2 separate regions of the Triticum aestivum genome follow, and region 1 is linked to region 2. The links are chromatin contacts, called in public Hi-C maps. All regions are on one chromosome and are shown on one strand. Each heading gives the region's core, a stretch centred on a gene start, on an enhancer-like site or on the middle of the called end of the contact. The rest is flanking DNA. Distances are from core to core; before and after follow the strand shown.

Region 1 (2,700 bases), core at 151-2,650, 320 kb before region 2:
AACATTTTTAAAAAATGAAAATTATATTTGTTTTGTAATATATATGTTTTTAGATTTTAGAAGTGTAAAAAAAGAAATATAAAACAAAAATGAAAAATGAGAAAACAAGAAAATGAGTGCCGTGGCTTCCAGTTCAGCTGGGCCGGCCATCTCACGGTGGCCTTATGCGAGGGTTCCATAGGTCTCGCAGGAAGCGAGACATAGGGGCGCCCGGAGCGCAGGTTTTCGGTTAAAAGGCTGGTTACCTCTTGGGCTGGATATCACTGACAGGCTGCGGAAACCTTCTTACCTCTGTTTGCATGTTTGTAGATGATCCACGTGCGAACCCACTTAAAAAACAGAAACAGAAGACAGGAAACAATATTGTGGCCGGATACGGCCTCTAAGCCAAGCCGACAAAGCACGATATATAAAAATGAAGCACGTAGTGGCCTCCCGGCAATGCAGCGTCGCCACCGAAATAATCCGGTCTTACCGACGCCCTTGACCGGAGATTCGCTTTAAAATACCCGTGTCTTCGAACTTTCCAGGGTGTGCATGGAGCCATGAACGCGTCAAGATCCGGTGGCATTATATACATTTTATGCACGGTGCAGACATCAGCCGTGGATGAAACCATGCCGTCACGTCTACCGCTCGTCCGCTCCGCATCTCCATGGCAGACCGGTAAGTGTGGCAAGAATAATTGGCGTGCATACGTGAGCATGTTTGACTTAGCCGGTAAACTCATCACCATCGTCCCACTACCGAGTAATCATCTGTTCTGCTAGTTACTAGTACTACTTATTTTAGACGAAGCTAGGAAAAAAGATTGATGGGGTCATGTACATGCCACTGGGTTCATCCTTCTATAAATATTAGTGATTAGTACAAAATTAGTGAAGGATTTTAAAATTTCATTGGGGTCAATTGACCCCAATGCCTATAAGGCAGCTCCGTCCCAGTAGGAATTTAGATGGAACCTTAGCATGATTGGAGAGGACCAGAAGGCACGCAGGAGCCATCGGGACGCGAAAGAGCGAGAGATACCCGTTGGTCCTGCTCCTGCAGCCGGAACGGGATCAGTTTTATCGGAGCCGTAAAATCTCCAAAAGAGAGAGGATCGGGGCCGTCGGGGGGTTCCTATCCGCAGCAGATAACGTAGGCGCCGCGCCGGCCGGAAGATGCGCGCGTCCCTGTCTTATCGCGAGCCCGGCCGAAGGGCCAATCACTCGACCCCCAGCAGCGCCGGCGCCAGGGCCGTCGCGGCCTTTCCGCTCGTCCACCCGCGCGCGGCCCGCTTTTCGCCGACGGCGACGCTGTCGGCCGCCCGCGGGCACCACCACCACCACCACCACAGGGCGGCCTTCCGCGCGCGCCAAGCGCCACATTCACCGTATCATTAACCCGCAGCGCGGCGATCCACCAGTCGTGTCGTATCGGGGGCCAACGCCCGCCCCGCCGGGCCAGGGCCAATGCGTGCCGGTCAGGATCGGAACACGACACGAGGGTCCAGTCTGCTGGCGATCGCGCCCGTATCGCAATCGCACGTGATTTTACGCCTTTTGGCTCGTGGTCCGTGGCGTCTAGCTTCAGCTTGTTCTCCCTCGGCAAGATGATTTGGAATTTATTGGAATCTTCGTGGTTCTTGCGACGCACTTGTTCATGGATGTGCTGCCAGTATGGAATATGGATGGAGCAGGTGCCGCTGGAAAAACTGGAATGTATCTTTCGCCAAAAAGAGGCGAAAGCGGCTTGTTTTGCTGCTGCTCCGAGTTTTCGAAACACTCCTCTTCTGGTGGCATTGCTTATCGTTCTATCAAGATTAGGGACACGTCAGCATTTTTGGTTGCACTGCATGCAGATCAGTGTCCCGATGGAATAGCTTTCCTTGGAACCAATCGTATATTTGACACATCTATATCTTGAGGCGCTTGCTATAACCACGTGTCCTCGTTCCCTCTCACGAGAGTTAGTCGAGGATAATCAGGAATATATCTATCTCAAGCTCCCAGCTTGTCAACCGTCGATGCACATTTGGTGCACGTTAACGTAAGGGCCGGAATATGAGGAGTTGAAGAAATATGCTGAGTTAAAAATTTAATAAGCCAGAACGTGCGGGAGTTGTTGTGTTTGAGCACCGCGCAGCCTCCGAAAGAATGACGCACACGTACTAGCTATCTATGGCTATTTTTCCGGCAGTTGCGAAATCAAATCACACTAGGTGCCCTGGTCATGTGGCCCGATCAGACCCCGGAATGCACAGCAGGTTTTCTTGACATCAACTCAAAAGCAGCAAAACCGATTCTTTCCAGTTCCGCTAACTAAAAAAGATAACAACACATGGGACACGACGCTCTCTTAATTAGACAAGCAACAGAGCGGGAACTAGCGCTAACAGCAAAATGATCTCGTGCTTGTTACTGTGTCGCGTGGTGGATCAACACGATGGATGATGCCGCACACGAACGCAAAGCGGTGGTGACAGCGAACGCATGAGCCTAAAAAGGCATCACTTGCAACTTGCCACAAAGCGACCATGGCTGCTGCTGCTGCATGGACGATGGACCCTAGCTTCTGATCTTGGCACCGGCGAGGTTGATCGATCACTAACCAACCACCCCACCGCACGGGAACCACGAGAGGTTAAAGCTGCAGTAGTGGACACGAGGGCCAGCGAGAGCGAGCCGACCCAGAGCTAATCCACGTGCTACGGCGACG
Region 2 (2,700 bases), core at 104-2,603:
TTAGTTCTTTAGTAACATTGAGCTGAAGTAATGGTCACACAAGTTGACATCAGTTGCACCTTCTGGTTTAGTTTGTTGGTGTACCCCCTCTCAAAATTGCCTCACATGTTTGATATGTGATGTATGCTCAACGTTAACATTGAATCTCTTGTTTCTTTATGCTAATTCTCCAGGGAGTAAGCAAGGGAGTAATAGCTGAAAAGATACTGATATCAATGAAAGAGAGAGGAAAGCACGCCGACTTTGTATTGTGTATTGGTGATGACAGGTCTGACGAAGACATGTTTGAAAACATTGCGGACATAATCAAAAGGGGTATGGTTGCCCCCAAAACACCATTGTTTGCATGCACTGTGGGACAAAAACCAAGCAAAGCAAAATTCTACCTGGATGATACGTTTGAAGTGGCCACCATGCTGAGCGCACTGGCGGAGGCAACAGATCCTGAACCTATGACCGGCTCCACCGATGAGTTAGCTACGGCTATGTCCTCAATTGATATTGGTGGTGAACGAAGTCAGTCAAGGGGTAGACCTTTCGATGGATTGTAGTTCAGATCTTGGTTAAATCTGCAGATTATGGCGATTGATTCAACAGTCGCTTCTACACATATATTCTGACAGATATGAAGATGGGTACTCAATGAACGACTAACACCAGGGCCTACAATTTGAAGCTAGTGCAGAAGCATGCTCGATTATCCAGCCGGGCAACACATTACCATCTTTTGCTGCAAAATGCAGGTCCATATGTCAATAGCTGACTCGTCACCTCTCTTTGCATCTTTCTCTTAAACCTTTTTCCTTCTCTAGTAAAACGAGATGCCTCATGGAAGGCAAGTGAACTGTATGGACGAGGTGATAGGCACTTTGGGATGATAGGATTGGCACTGCACATGGAAATTCAATGGAGTGCATCCTCCTCTGCGTGTGATCCCGTGTAAACAAGTTACACATCGGTTTCAGTTTTGTTTTTGAAGTCTAAAGTCGCGTAGTAAATGTGAATGGTGAGATTTGGTTCGTCATTTGAAACCTTTTTGTTTTTTGCTAGCCTTGCTCTCATAGCTTTGCTCCATAATTTCTCCCTCCTTTGTTGGGTTCAAGTATGCTTCTATCTGAAAACAGCATGTAGGATTCTAAACTTGATGGTGGCACGGGCAAAATTGCAAACGTGTTGTTGATGCTTTGCTTGCCTATCTATCGATTTTCCTAACATGTGACGCGCAACTGTGGACACTTTGCTTGGAATACTGGCGAATTTGTTCCTTCAGTACCACATCTCTTTGCTTCATCAGTTCGTGGTGTAGTTTAGAAAACGGCTGAACAACGGATAGGTACAAAGTATGAACCGACAACGTAAAACAGATGATGTTCCCTTATACTACGAATCGTGGACATGGGGCACAATGTTGTGTGGGTAGAACTGAGCTTCGTCTTAAACTACAAGGGCGGTACACGTCCGTCTATCAGGAACGGGACAGTTTTTTGGCGGCTAGCATTGGACCGCCGCGGCGGCCGTTGGACTGATGGCATCTTCCTGAAGCCTTCCTGATAATCTGACGAGGGGGCTTCCTCTCCAGAATTTCCGTCCCCTAGGGAAAACCTAGGGTTTGCTGTCCTCCGGTGGCCACTGTCGATCGTGAGTTTTTCCTTTCCCGTTCCTCGTCTTCCCGACGTCTGGGAGCAATGGAACTTTTAGCCTGGAATTTGCCGTGGTTTGGGCACGACTCGGAAAATACGAACGCTTCCGGAGATCCAGAGGCAGATGCATACGGATGTGGCTTACGCATTAATAAGGCAGAAAAAACTAAGCGGAAGGGTTTTCGCCATATGGCAGTAGATGAGTCTGATGGCAAGAATGGAGGACTGTTGCGGAATTCCCTAACGAACGCTCATTGCGTCGAAGGAAGTGTGGCTGATTCGCTCGTCTTGGGCCGACCCGTTTAATTGTTTCAGCGACTTTGGTTTTGGGAACCTTCTAGAGCTTTCCAGAAGGGTCTTTCCGGTTTGAGGAACCTTCAGAAGGTTCCTGAACCAGCTTTTTTTTGTGACCTTTCTTTTTTGTTTTCTTTTTTCCTGCTTCTATTTTCTACTTTATCCTTTTTTGCTTTTTTTTACATTTTTCTTTTTAAATTTCTTTCATTTTCATTTTCTTTTTCCAAGTTTATTTTCCTTTTTTGCTATAATATGGTTAATTTTACTTTTTTTGTTTTTCCTGTTATTTTTGTTGAAAAATTTCAAATATTGTTTGAAATTTGAAAACATGTTCTCGTTTTCAAAATTTCTTCACAATTTTTAAAAATGTTAGTGTTTCAAAAAATGTTCTCATTTTCAAAATTTTCTTCACAATTTCAAAACATGTTCGTATTTCAAGAAGTTCAAAAAATGTTCTTGTTTTCAATATATGTTCACAATTTCAAAAAAATGTCCGTGTTTAAAAATAAAAAAATGTTGTCGTTTTCAAAATTTGTTCACATTTTTTCAGAAAAATGTTCATGCTTAATAAATATACGCGGTCTCAACATTTTGTTTGCAATTTCATTAAATGTTCCCATGTTTCTAATTTTGTTCACATTTCCAAAAAAGCATACCTATACAAATTTTGTTCGCATTTTTTTTAAAAAATATTCATTTTTTAACTTTTTGTTCTGAATATAAAAATGTTCACGTTTACATTTTTTTCCAAAATTGAAAACTGTTC

Evidence for each region. A called contact is a pair of places that touch in the nucleus more often than the background predicts.
Region 1: a Hi-C map of leaf shows a contact between it and region 2, with 8 times the contacts expected there. The contact joins two enhancer-like sites. A contact is called at or near these places in 4 of 5 Hi-C or Micro-C datasets (leaf and an unstated tissue) and 1 of 1 datasets of contacts at active chromatin or transcription factors (leaf).

The regions. Positions count from the first base shown.
Region 1 is chr3B:540,027,476-540,030,175 of IWGSC CS RefSeq v2.1, reverse strand. No RefSeq gene overlaps it. Among protein-coding and RNA genes, the nearest start is that of LOC123065670, 240 kb to the left of the region's middle. Within about 2 kb of position 1,400, at least 6 of the 8 cell types and tissues checked have an H3K27ac peak or open chromatin away from gene starts, as enhancers often do.
Region 2 is chr3B:539,709,369-539,712,068 of IWGSC CS RefSeq v2.1, reverse strand. It overlaps the pseudogene LOC123070779. Among protein-coding and RNA genes, the nearest start is that of LOC123070778, 120 kb to the right of the region's middle. Within about 2 kb of position 1,353, at least 1 of the 8 cell types and tissues checked has an H3K27ac peak or open chromatin away from gene starts, as enhancers often do.